Linked DNA regions of Sus scrofa: region 1 is linked to region 2. Evidence: chromatin contacts called from public Hi-C data. All regions are on one chromosome and are shown on one strand. Each heading gives the region's core, a stretch centred on a gene start, on an enhancer-like site or on the middle of the called end of the contact. The rest is flanking DNA. Distances are from core to core; before and after follow the strand shown.

Region 1 (7,091 bases), core at 888-3,387, 54 kb after region 2:
GACCTGTGTAGATCACAAGGACCAGGTGATTTTTTTTTTTTTTTTTTTTTTGTCTTTTTAGGGTCGCACGTGCAGCACATGGAGGTTTCCAGGCTAGGGGTCAAATTGGAGCTACAGCTGCCGGCCTACACCACAGCTCACAGCAACACTGGATCCTTCAGCGACTGAGTGAGGCCACAGATCAAACCTGAGTCCTCATGGATGCTAGTCAGATTCGTTTCCGCTGAGCCACAATGGGAACTCCAAGGACCAGGTGATTCTTACTGGACAAGTTGGGCAGCAGGGAGCTGGACCTCCCACCTTCACTGGCCTCGGGGCTTTCATGGAAATAGCCCTTTTCCACAAGGTTGGTAGACCTGGCTTGCTCAGCTCTCCAACCTTGGGCAAAGTCTTCTGGAGGCCCTGCTGCACGGGGCACTTGTGAAAAACATGAAAAGAAGATCTATCATTGAGCCCTTCTCACTTCAGAGGGCCCCACAACAGCTGCACCCCATCCCCAGCCTGCCCCACCTTTGGTTCTGAAGGTGCTGCTAAACATAACTCGATTTTCAGGAACCCAAGAGTCATCTGGACTGTCACCCTGCCAGCTTTCTCACGCCTTCTGAAACCCACCCAGAAAACAGGAATTCACACTTGGTCTGCCCAGCCTCCCTGGAGCAGGCACCTGCAGGCTAGAAGCATCTAAATTTTGCCCCTTACGCAGTTCCAGGAAGGTGGTCCTGAGGTAGAGTTTTCTGGTCAGGAGAAAGGCTGCCTGGGCCTCAGTTTTCAACTCTACCAGTGACTTGCTGGAAGATCTTTGAGCAAGTACCATCTGCTCACAGGATGGTTTCCCATTTGTAAACTGCAGGGATTGGACCTCAAACGGACTCTTATTTAACCACCACCACCACCAAAGACCAAACTCATTTCTGCTCCAGAGGACCTTCAGCAACTGATAACACTGTCCACCCAATCATGGGAGCTGATAATCTGGGTGGTCCATCTTCCATCTCCCTTCTCCCTCCAACCCCAGAACACATACACACACAGAAAACAGGAATTCATGCACGCACGCACACATGCTCACACATATAAGGTGCTAACAGCATATGACAATCCATCCATGGGCACTTACTCAAGAATCAAGCCAGAGTCTCTTCCAAAGGGTTTAATGTAAATGTTTTCTGTGGTGTGTCAAGGCCACTTTCAATTCATGTCAATCAATACTTTCTAGAGGGGTTCCTGCTGTGGCTCAGCAGAAATGAGCCCGACATGAGGATCCAAGTTCAATCCCTGGCCTTGCTCAGTGGGTTAATGATCCAGCATTGCCATGACCTACAGTGCAGGCCACAGACAAGGGTCGGAACTCACATAGGCTGGCAGCTGCAGCTCTGATTCGACCCCTAGCCTGGGAACTTCCATATGCCACAGAAGTAGCCCTAAAAACAAAAACAAAAACAAACAAAAAAAAACCTTTCTAGATGCTTTCTGTGTACCAGGCAGGGGAGGTGGGAGGTGATGGGACAGATGGGACAGCTCCTGACTTCCAGGAGCTCCCTGCTAAGCATGAGGCAGGACCTACGTGAAAACTACCCTGGATCAAGGCTGTTCAACAAATTGCTGTCCCAAAGGCTCTATGCAGAGTTTGATCACCGAACAGCCTCTTCTCATCCCCCTAACCCTCCCTGTGCCCCTCTAACGACCCTCTGTGTCTCCAAGCACCTGGAGCATGCTGACCCCCATCCTGCCCCTCTTGCTCAATCTGGCAATTCTTTCCCCACTTCTGTTCGTGAAGCTGCCACTGCTGTGAACCCTGCAGCTCACGCCCCTGAGATGGGTCTGTGCTCAGCAACCGTGGCAGCTCCAGACCTGGGGCTGAAAGTCTTTTGGGGTTCAGTGCCAGCTGGGAGGCCCACCTGCGGGCCCTGCACACCTCCTGCCACGAGGCACACCTAGCTCTGTCCTAATAAGAAAGTCCAGAGGGTTCAGGGTCCAGAAGGCCAGTGACCAGCTCTGCCCAGCACCATGCAGGCCTGCCAGCAGGTCTCAGAGCCATGGCCGCGGCCGTGGGCAGAGGCACAGGAAGGAAGCAGAGGCCTGAGGCTTCATGACAGTCCTCAAACTGAGCCAAGTCCCCCTTGCTGTGTGGCGCATGGCGTGTGCTACCACAGGCCCTGGGCCCCGCTGGGCCGGCTTGTGTGTTTTCTTGGCTCTGGGAGCTGGGAAGCAGGGTTACGTAAGCAGATGAGCAGATGTGAGCATGTCCTGGGCTCCCCGCCCCTTGCTAAAACCCTGCCACGTGGGCCTCTCGGCTGGGAGTCTAGGTCATGGCCTTGCGTGTAAGACGCTCAATAACTTCAATGTGTGAGCTCAACTTAGACAAATTCCACTGCTCCCTTGCCCAGCACAGCAAACCCAAACACACACGTGCCCTGCCATCTAAAGTGCTGCGAATTTAGAGCCAGCCCCGCATAGACTCCCTGCCTCGCTTTTGTGCTGCCTGAACCCCTTGGTCATCTTCTCGGCTCAGCAAAACAGGCTGGAACATCTAGTCGCTGCTTCCCAACTGATCAGCCAATGGTTCAAGACAGTCCTTGGCCTGATGTGAGGTGGTGACAATGTTTCACCAGCCGGGCAAAATGGTCAAAGTCAAGATGATGTAGGTGGTCCTTCATTAAGCTCAACATAATCAATGTATCAGAATGTCCATGGCATGCTTCTGTTTGTTTGTTTGTTTGTTGGTCACACCCATGGCATGTGAAAGTTCCCAGGTCAGGGACAGAACTCTTGCCATAGCACTGACCCAAGCCAAAGCAGTGACAATGCTAGATCCATAACTCGATGAGCCAGCAGGTAATTCTGCTGCTGCTGCCTTTTTTTTTGGAGTTTCACCAACGATATTCTATTTTATTTTTCTTTCTATGGCCACACCTGCAGCATATGGAAGTTCCGAGGCTAGGGGTCCAATCGGAGATGCAGCTACAGGCCTATACCACAGCCACAGCAACACTGGATCTAAGCCTATGCCACAGCTTGTGGCAATTCCAGATCCTTAATCCACCAAGCGAGGTCTGGGATCGAACCCACATCCTCAGAGTTCCTGTTGTGGCATAGTAAAAACAATCCAACTAGGAACTATGAGGTTGAGGGTTCAATCCCTGGCCTTGCTCAGTGGGTTAAGGATGTGGCGTTGCTGTGAGCTATCGTATAGGTTGAAGATGCGGCTGTGGTGTAGGCCGGCAGCTGTAGCTCCAATTAGATCCCTAGCCTGGGAACCTCCCTCCATATGCCGTGAGTGCGGCCCTAAAAATAAAAAAAATAAAATAACCCACATCCTTGCAGACACTATGTCAGGTTCTTAACCCACTGAGCCACAACAGAAACTCTGAATTCTGCTTCTTACTCTTTAAACATCAAAATCCCCTTTATTTTATGAAATAATCACATGGATTTTGATGTTGGAGCCTCCAAGTTAAAAATTTTTTTTCCTGGGCCATGAAATTAATATATTTGGGAACTAGACAGTGCCTAGAGCTTTGTGGTTCAAAAAGTTGAGATGCTGGAATCCCTCCCTTGGCCAGGCCTCCGATGTAACGGTATAGCAGCCCCTCTTCAAAGCATCCCTTCCCCTCCTCTCATCCCCACCACAGTACTGTTCCTCAGGCACAGGTGGGTGAGCCATTTTTCTCTGTACCAATTTTCTGAAGGCCAGATATGCACTGGAAGCTGAGCCAGGCACTACCAAATCCCCAGGCTTGGGAACAACAGCTGTCTACCGTGGTCCGAACAACACACAATGCACCTTATGACCCCTTAGACTAGAAAAGAGAAGCGCTGTCTACTGCACGGGCCTCAGCCCAAATCTTCTCTCTAGTCCTTCAGGGTAGAGAAGCTCTCTAGAATTCCCCAAGGACTTCATTATAACCAATCCAACAGCTACGTGGCCGCGGCTCAAACATCACCTCCCCTAGGAAGCCTTCTGGGACCACTCGAGATTGGTTCTTACTCTCCTCTACCTCCATTAAAACTCACAGCACCACATCCATTCAACCATGCACCTGGTTAGCACACACCACATGCCAATTGGTGGCGGGCATGCAGCAGTGGGGCTGGGTTAAGAAGTCTTTGCCCTTGGTGGGGAGGGAGACCTGCAAAGCAAACAATGACAGAGAGGGAGACAATGGTGGGAACAGCTGAAATGGCACAAAGGAAGGGGAGTCAACACTGGAGCCAAGGAACAGAGGCAAGAAAAGCTTTGCAGAGAAGCAGATTTGTTTCTCTGCAGTTCCTCTCTGGGAGAAGAACTGTGAGTGTCCACTTGGCTGCCATGGACACAGAATACGCCCACAAATCTTAGCTGAGGGGATGGTGCACAGCTATTCTCCCTGCCACTGAGAGAAGTGACCAAGAGGATGTCTATAAAACTCAAGAAAACTTGATGGAAGAGCACAGGACAGAGAGCCACCAGATGGGACTGCTCAAGGCTCATGTTAACTATTTCTCATTAGGTTTTAAAATCTAACTCGTGGAGTTCCTGCTGTGGCATAAGGGGATCAACAGTGTCTCTGTAGCAGCAAGAACATGGGTTTGATCCCCGGCCCAAAGCAGCAGGTTAAGGATCTGCATTGATGCAGCTGTGACATAGGTTGTAACCCTGACTTGGATTCGATCCCTGGCCCAGGCACTCCATATGCCACATGGCAGCCAAATGAATTAAAATAAAATAAAATGTAATTCACAAAGGTGTCAAAAGTACTGGAAATGATTTGTTTCTTTTCTTTTTGTTTTTTAGGGCTGCAACCAAGGCATATGAAAGTTTCCAGGCTAGGGATCAAATCGGGGCTGTAGCCGCCAGCCTACGCCACAGCACAGCAACTTGGGATCCGAGCTGTGTCTTCAACCTACACCACAGCTCACAGCAACGCCGGATCCTTATCCCACTGAGCAAGGCCAGGGATCAAACCTGCATCCTCATGGATCCTGGTCGGGTTTGTTAACCGCTGAGCCACAAAGGGAACTCTCTGGAAATGATTTGTCTCTTAAACCAGATGTTCAAGGTATTTTTCTTTATACCTTTGGGTATATCTTTAAACTTGAACAGTAAATATTTAAAAATATAACCCAAGGACAAGAACAGTGATTGCTCCTTCGTTCCTTTCTCAATAAAGATGTGTCTTCCAAAATAAGACTTCAAAACATACAACTCCATGACCAGAAAACAGGAATAATCTATTCCAAAGGCTGACTTGCTATGTCTCGGGTCCACTGCATGTAGAACACAAGTTCAACACCCACTGTTCTTTCTGCCAGATCACCATCCAAGCCACTACTAGACCCAGGGAGGAAAAATGTTTTTCAACAGGAAGCAGAGAACATTTGTGGTCTCAGAACGCTGCATTTGGGGGCACAGAGAAAAACAAAGTATGCACTCAAAAAATAAAAGCCTGCTAGAGGAGGTCTGCAGAGCAGAGCCCAGGTGGCCAAGCGAAGCTGAACCAGTCAGGTACAATGGGGCCAGCGGCTCCTCCGTCCATCTCTGGGGAGAGGAGTGGCCCTGCCATGTGCTGAACTGCCACACATTGTAGGTCTTCCAAAGCATGACCCGAAAAGGACCCAGCCGGGAAGGAACCTCAGTGGAACTGCCTTTGCTTGTACACTGCTCCCTCTCCCACTAAATTCCCACCCAGCTTTCAAACGAAGGCCAAGCAGTCTCCTTTTCTTTATTGCATTGGCTTTCAAGATATGACTGAGGTTTCTATTGCAGAGGCTCACAAACTGGGGACTAGACGAAGAATCATCCGGGGGAGCCTGTAAAACTGTAGATTCTTGCATCCTACTCCCCAGAGCTTTTGAGTCGGTAAGTCTGGGTCTGGGGCCCAGAACTCCACCTTTTCATAAGTGCAGGTCCCTAGACTATATTTTGAGAAATGTAGGTTTTCAGGCTCACCTGTTAATCACCACCTCCCTCCCACCATGAAACTCTTTAAGAGTGAGGCACCAAGGAGCTCCAGTCGTGGCTCAGCAGTTAACGAACTTGACTAATATCCATGAGGATGCAGGTTCGATTCCTGGCCTCGCTCAGTGGGTTAAGGATCCAGCATTGCTGTGAGCTGTGGTGTAGGTCTCAGATGCAGCTCGGATCTGGCGGTGGTGTGGCTGTGGCATAAGCCATAGGCTGGTGGCTTCAGCTCCAATTCAGCGCCTAGCCTGGGAACCTCCATATGCGGCAGGTGCAGCCCTAAAAAGACAATAAAATAAAATAAGACAAAATAAAGAGTGAGGCACCAAGAAAAACAACTTACACCCAGGAACTACTGTGTATTGTTGCTCTGTTTCACTTTTGGTTTTTGCAAAGGAACAGATGTAATAGCAATGCTGGACTGCAGCATCTGAATATCTAACACTTCTCCAATCTTAAGTTTACAAGCTACCGTTTATCTTTTTACCCACCCCACAGCAGTGACCCAAGCCTCTTCAGTGACAATGTCAGATCCTTAATCCACTGTACCACAGGGGAACTCCTATGTTGACCCTTTTTATGGTAAATATTCTTTTTTCTTTTTTTTTTTAGGGCTACACCTGTGGCATATGGAAATTCCCAGGCTAGGGTTCAAATCAGAGTTGCAGCTGAAGCCCATGCCACAGCCACAGCAGCGCCAGATCCGAGCTGCACCTACGACCTAGACTACAGCTTGCAGCAACGCTGGATCCTTAACATACTGAGTGAGGCCAGGAATCGAACCAACATCATGAATACTAATCGGTTTCCTAACCTGCTGAGCCACAACGGGAACTCCCAGTGCATATTCTTATAAATTAACTCACAAGCCTTTTCGAAGTGGGTAAGGGAACATTCCTTCAAAGCTCAAACTTTGAACTTCAAAGCTTTGCCCAAATCCCTCAGGCTAATTGGCCCCTGTTCCATATGCTCACAAACCCCCTTTAAGAACCAACATTACAACCTTTACAAGCCCATATTCGAACCCTCAAGGGGTTCAAATGCTTCTCCTGCCTGCTTCTCCAGCAGACCCTCATTTCCTTGAGGCAGGAGTTGTGTCCCATTCTTTTTCGTACTTGGGATGGTTTCTGGCAGAACAGGCTGCACAAAT
Region 2 (7,030 bases), core at 1,769-4,268:
TAAACCTTGATCTTGGGCTTACTATTAAGGAGTCTGGTGCTGAATTTGTTCACATAGACAGTAAAAGTTCACTGCACAATGCTATGATACACTTTTTCTTTTGCCTTAAAAGCTCCTATGTGGCTCACACTGTATTTCTACTTGACAGCACTTGTATAGGGGGTCACACTGTCCTGACTGGAAGGGGTTTCAGATCGTAATTTAATCAATTCTCTTTCCCAGGAGAGAAACAATAATCAAAAAGTAACAACTGATGTTTATTATGTGTTTACTATATACCAGGGACTATTCTAAGCATTTTGGATTCATTTACCCTCAAAACAACCCTATGAGGGAGTTCCTGCTGTGGTGCAGTGGATTAAGAATACAACTGCAGGAGTTCCAGCATGGCTCAGAGGAATCGAACCCAACTAGTATTCATGAGGATGCAGGTTAGATCTCTGGCCTCAATCAGTGGGTGGGAGATCTGGCGTTGCTGTGACTATGGTGTAGGTCACAGACTTGGCGCAGATCCGGCATGGCTGTGGCTGTGGTGTAGGCTGGTGGCTACAGCTCCAATTTGACCCTAGCATGGGAACTTCCATATGCCTCAGGTTCCACCCTAAAAAGGAAAAAAAAAAAAAAAAAGAATCCAACTGCAGCAGCTCAGGTTGTTTCAGCAGCACTGGCCTGGTGCAGTGGGTTAAAGGATCCAGCGTTGCCACAGCTGCAGCTCGGATTCAATCCCCGGCCCAGGAATGTCCATATGTCACAGGTACTGCCTTTAAAAAAACAAACAAACAAACAAACCCAGAGTTCCCGTCATGGCACAGTGGAAACGAATCCGGGAGGTTGCAGGTTCGATCCCTGGCCTTGCTCAGTGGGTTAATGATCCGGCGTTGCCGTGAGCTGTGGTGTAGATCGCAGATGCAGCTCGGATCTGGTGTTGCTGTGGCTGTGGTATAGGCTGGCAGCTGTAGCTCCAATTAGACCCCTAGCCTGGGAACCTCCAAATGCTGCTGCTGTTGGGGCCCTAAAAGCACAAAAGGCAAAAAACAAAACAAAAACCTATAAAGATGGCATTACTCTTATGTCCATTTTACGTGAGGATGTGACCAAGTAACAGAGGTAAATGGAAAAAAAAAAAGATTCAAACTGGCAGTGTGGCAGGTAGCATCATCCCAGACAGGAAAGCAAACACCTTTTTTTTTTTTTTTTTTATCATTTTTGGCGGCCCTGAGCCATATGGAGTTTGTAGATCAGGGATCAGATCGGAGCTGCAGCTGTGACCTATGGCAATGGGATCCTTTAACCCACTGTGATGGAGACTGAACCTGTGTCCTGGTGCTGCAGAGACAATGTCAATCCTGTTGTACCACAGCGGGAACTCCCCAAATACCCTCTTAAAAACAGTTCCTGCAGGAGTTCCCTGATGGCCTAAGGATTTGGGGTTGCCACTGCTGTGGCTCGGGTTCAATCCCTGGCTTCCATAGGACACTTCCACTTACACTCCTAATATGAGACTCCATCCTTGCAAAGAACTCAAATTTGATATAACCAAAATCAAATTCACTTCCTTCAAACACAATGTAATACACAAAGAGCTAAAAGCTTTGGAGATAGGCTGGGATTTCAATCAGAGTTCTTTCACTAACTGTGACTTGCAGACAAGTCAATTAACATCTCTTTGCCTGTTTCCTCATCTGTTAAGAAAAATACCTACCCTGTAGGATTGATCAAAGGGATTGACTACAACACATAGTGTAACTAGCATAGAGAATACTTAGTAAATAGCAGCAATTACTGATCACAAAAACATGCTGCAGCCAAGGCTGGGAGGATGGTCAGTGCCCGATTTTATTCAGGCCCCAAAGGGTGGATTCCTTTCCAACTCCTGCCATAACTGTCTTCACTGTCCATCTTTGCTTTATTTTTCTCCACAACACTTACAGCCATCTGCTAAGCTATCTTACTTACTGATTTTGTCTGCTGTCTGCCTTCCCCATCACAATGTACTTTCCCTAAGAGCAAGGGTTATTGTCTGTTTCGTTCACTACTACAGTCCCAGGGGCTAGAACAAATATACACAGTAGATCTCAGTATTTGCTAAATGAATAAACCTCCCTTCCTCCTATGGCAGATCTTCAGGACAAGTCCTCTCCTTTACACTCAGGACACAAATGTTGTCTGCTGACTTAACTACTAAGCGTTGGCAAGAACAAGGTGGAGGATGGAGTCCTGGAGAAGTTTACTGAAGACTTTCTTCAATCATTCGTTAGTCCCCCTCTCTCCCAAATTTATCATTCTCCTTGCCCAATCTCCAAATTCTGTCCCTCCTTTGTGACTACAGAGCTCACACGCTAAATAAAATTCAGCGCCAGACAGAACCTGATAAAATAGTCGTTCATTCATTCTAAAAGCAATTATTGAGCCTTTACGATGGGCTGGGAATTGGGACTATAATGCAAACGAGTCCCTAGGAGCTATACAGGTTAGTAGGATGGGCAGAAAAACGGTGACGATACCAAAAGCTGTGCAGAAGAAAGCAAAGGACGGTGCACGCACAGGGAGGAAACCACCACGGTGTTCGATGGGGACGGGAAGAGATGGATGGCGTCGAGCCCAGCCCCCTTGTGCTGATAGACCGGAATCCAAATAGGATGGCTAATTTGCTCAGTTACAAGGTACAGCAGAAGTTGGCGAGGGCTAGAATTCAGGTTTTCCAGGAGTCTCCTTCCCCCAGCCCCGCGCCACCTTCCACAGGGCTTTGGGCTTCTCATCTGCTACCTCTCTGTAGGTCCACCTCCAAGGTAGCCAGATCCCAAAAGCTTCTTTATAGGAAAGGAAATGCCCCTCCGCTCCCCAGCCTCTCGGACGCCTCCCCCGAGCAGCTTCCACCACCTCCCACTCCCACCCCCGCAACCCTCTGCCTCCCGGCCCCGGCCACTTCGGTAACATTCCCACTGCAGGACTCACTCCGAGGACTCGATTTCGATCGACATGGCTCTAGCTTCCTGAGCGCAGGCCTCACTCCACTCTAAGGCCCAGCCGCGCAACGCACCAACGACACCTCCGGCGGCCCCTATACGTCACTTCCGCTCGACGTCAGACGCAGGCTCTGGGCGCGGTCTGTACGGAAGAGGGGCGTGGAGTACGTGAGGGGCGGAGCTTCAACTCTTCTGTCGAGAGTTGGAACATAGGCACCGGCTCCTATAGAATCCTTTCTTTTTCTTGGAGGGGAAGTTATCCTTAAAGGACTGGTTTTAAAATTTTTCTTTTTTGGTTTACTTTTTAATTAGTTGACTAGATTTAAAGGTATAGTTGGATTGGGAGTTCCCGCTGTGGCGCAGTGGGTTGAGAACCTGACTGCTGCAGTTCAGGTTGCTGAGGAGGCATGGGTTCAAAACTAGCGCAGAGCATAGGTTACAGCTGCGGCTCGGAATCAGTCCCTGGTTCTGGAACTTCCATACGCCATGAATGTAGCCAATAAAAAAAGAGTTGGATTTACAATACATCTCTGGGAGATTAAGACATTGGAAACCAGTGGCCCAGTTAGCAACATTTGTAGAAGAGTTCATTAAGTTTAAGTGAATAAATGAAAGATTTTAAAGCCAAAACACATTTAAATTAATCTGATTAAGTTTGGGCCTTAGGGATTTGCATATTCACTTCTTCGAAAGAGCTAGATTACTTGTAGCATTTCCAACTAAGTATTTACTTGAAAATGGTTTCACAACAGTGATGCAATTACAAGAAAAACGACGAAGGCAAATACAAATATGTAAAAGGAGATTTGCGACTTCTTTTAATAGACTTTAAGCCATACGTAATTAAATTAGCAGAGACAAGTGAAAAGTAGAGATATTAATGAATTTCATGTAGGTTATTTTTTTAAATATTTTTTTGCCATCCTTTGTAATTTTTAAAAAAATATTTGCAGCACAATGGTAAGAAATCTGTGTTGTAAAATTTGTATTTTTAAGCCATTCCCACAGCATGTGAAATTCTCAGGGCCAGGAACTGAACCCCAGGGGGATCTGTAACAGCAGTGACAACACCAGATCCTTAACCCACTGAGCCACCAGGGAACTCCTGACTTTTAATCTCTGATTGACAGCCAATGCTCAGCATCACAAACTATCCTCATCCATGTTTCCTCTGTAACAGCAGATTTGACTATGACATTTGTTACTTTATATAATCAAACTGCACTCTTTACCTAGTTAGGAAGTTTCTTCCCCCACTAAACTAGTTGCTTATGTAAATCTTCTGTATCCCAACTATATAACCCATCAATTTCCATATCATTCCCATACCCAAAGCATAAGCTTTATTACCTTGCTGATCCCTTATTAGCAATTTGATAAACTGTGACAATTGCTAAATATCAACTTGTCTAGGATATTTCATTTTTTGGTTTATTTTGTTTTTGTCTTTTTGGGGTGGGGGGGGCTGCAGCCACAGCATATGGAGAGTCCCAGACTAGGGGTTGAATCAGAGCTGTAGCTGCCGGCCTATGCCACAGCAACACTAGCTCCTTAACCCACTGAGCAAGGCCAGGGATTGAACCTGCATCCTCATGGATGCTAGTCAGATTCATTTCTGCTGCACCACAATGGGAACTCCTAGAATATTTCATTTTTATCACTAGACAAATGAGGTCTCTCACATCTCTCCACCTGTACATGGATAAAGAACCTCAAACAGGCACACAACACAGACAATTTCTAACCTCTAAAAGGAAGATGAATACACTGCACACTCAAGAGCTGGGTCACAGCCTCCTAGACCTAATTTCTGGTTAATAAACAGCCTAGAGTGACCCCAAGGGAAATCCAGTCTCCTGATCACGTCCCCTTTCCAGAAAGCTGGCCCTTCCCAGAAGTGCATGTCTCTGCAATTCGTCTCCTTAATCCAGCAGAGGGCAGGCCAACCACAGGAAAGCTGCCATTGTAAACTAGGCTAACAGGTGTCCAGATAGTTTAAAAAGGAGAGGTGTATGGGAGAGAGATCCCCAATAAGATGGGCAAAGGAAGTAGAAGGCAAGGTCAATATTTAGGTGCTAAAATTGGGCAACTGTTTGTCCCTTTCTCTTAGGTTAGACCCATTTTATCGAACATGATAACAAGGCAAAGTCTAGAGAAAAATTATCGCATAATTCTACCTGCTCATGGCAAGACATGACTCAGAGTTCTTCTAACTCAACCTCCACTTTTTTTTAATTTTTTATTTTTTTAATTTATTTTTTCCCACTGTACAGCAAGGGGATCAAGTTATCCTTACATGTATATATTTCTTTCCCCACCCTTTGTTCTGTTGCAGTATGAGTATCTAAACATAGTTCTCAATGCTACTCAGCAGGATCTCCTTGTAAATCTATTCTAAGTTGTATCTGATAACCCCAAGCTCCAGATCCTTCCCATTCCCTCCCTCTCCCGTCAGGCAGTCACAAGTCTATTTTCCAAGTCCATGATTTTCTTTTCTGTGGAGATGTTCATTTGTGCTGGATATTAGATTCTAGTTATAAGTGATATCATAAGGTATTTGTCTTTATCTTTCTGACTCATTTCACTCAGTATGAGAGTCACTAGTTCCATCCATGTTGCTGCAAATGGCATTATGTCATTCTTTTTTATGGCTGAGTAGTATTCCATTGTGTATATATACCACATCTTCCTAATCCAATAATCTGTGGGTGGACATTTGGGTTGTTTCCATGTCCTGGCTATTGTGAATAGTGCTGCAATGAACATGCAGGTGCATGTGTCTCTTTTAAGTAGAGTTTTGTCCGGATATATGCCCAAGAGTGGGATTGCTCAACCTCCACTTTTTTAACTCCTACTTCCTACTCCAGAGCAGGGCCTTCATGCAGAGGGCCTTCATCTTTTTTGTATACCCATCTGAATGAAAGCCATCTTTTCCAACTTTGAACAAAATATGCTTTCTTGTAAATTCCAAAGAGCAAGACTGCTATCTTTAGAGAGCAATGTGGTCCTGGCTGTAGAGTCAAAAGAGGGGTTTCTCAGAGTTCTCCCTATGATGCAGTGGGTTAAGATCCAGCATTGTCTCTGTAGCAACTTGGGTCACTGCTGAGGCTCAGGTTTGATCCCATGCCTGGCAGAGTGGGTTAAAGATCCAGCATTGCCACAGTTGTGGCATAGGTCAAAGCTGTGGCTCCGATTCAGTCCCTGACCCTGGAATTCCATATGCTGTGGGTGCAGCCAAAATGGGGGGAGTGTCTCTACACAGATTAATTTCTATCAGGGACAAAAACCTTTCCCAGATATCCTCCATCTTAAGCTGATAAGTTGACCAAGGTGGCATCATTGTCACCTTGTCAAGTTGAAGACATCACTGGCAAGGGGGATGGAATTCCCTTGAGTGGCCTAAACATGCACATGTGATCCCTAGGGCTGTGAAGGGACACTTTCCTGAGCATCCAAACACAATGGCAGATCATCCAGCAAGTAAAAGGAGATGGAGCTAGTGGGGTGGATAGCCAACCCTGTCTGCATGTCTGGTTGTGAGGCTGGTGGGAGACACTGAAGAGTCCCTTCACACAAAGAAGAAAGTGGAAAAGAGGAACTGAAGGGCCCTAATCAGATTTCACAGTGAATGAGTCCCAGCTTGTAAAAAAATTAGAGTCCTGGGAGTTCCTGCTGTGGCACAGTGGAAACAAATCTGACTAGTATCCATGAGGATGTGGGTTTGATCCCTGGCCTTGCTCAGTGAGTCAGGGATCCAGTGTTGCCCTGAGCTGTGATGTAGCATTGCTGTGAGCTGTGGTGGAGGTCACAGATGCTGCTCAGATCTGGTGTTGCTGTGGCTGTGGTGTAGACCAGCAGGTGCAGCTCAACCCCTAGCCTGGGAACTTCCATATGCCGAGGATGCAGCCCTAAAAAAGAAAAAAAAATCAAGTCCATGTGTCCCCACTGAATCCCCAGTTCTCCCCCTGTGGCCAGCACTGCCTTTAATTACACAGAAAGTGTTCGTCCCACAAGCATGGGTCTCAGATGGGAGGTCAGGGTTGGAGAGCGCATTTCCCCACACC

What was found. A called contact is a pair of places that touch in the nucleus more often than the background predicts.
Region 1: a contact with region 2 is called in a Hi-C map of liver, with 2.4 times the contacts expected there. The contact joins the enhancer-like site here to the promoter of SMU1 in region 2. A contact is called at or near these places in 6 of 47 Hi-C or Micro-C datasets (epiblast stem cells, liver, skeletal muscle and 1 more) and 1 of 2 datasets of contacts at active chromatin or transcription factors (alveolar macrophages).

What each region holds. Positions count from the first base shown.
Region 1 is chr10:33,340,522-33,347,612 of Sscrofa11.1, reverse strand. All of the region lies in intron 1 of B4GALT1 (beta-1,4-galactosyltransferase 1), which reads right to left. Among named protein-coding and RNA genes, the nearest start is that of B4GALT1, 27 kb to the right of the region's middle. Within about 2 kb of position 2,137, at least 30 of the 83 cell types and tissues checked have an H3K27ac peak or open chromatin away from gene starts, as enhancers often do. A contact at or near this core is called in alveolar macrophages, liver, skeletal muscle and 1 more, where this site is marked.
Region 2 is chr10:33,395,371-33,402,400 of Sscrofa11.1, reverse strand. It overlaps SMU1 (DNA replication regulator and spliceosomal factor), which reads right to left and starts at 3,018. Exons shown (of 12, transcript NM_001243898.1): 1 at 2,956-3,018. The coding sequence starts at 2,981.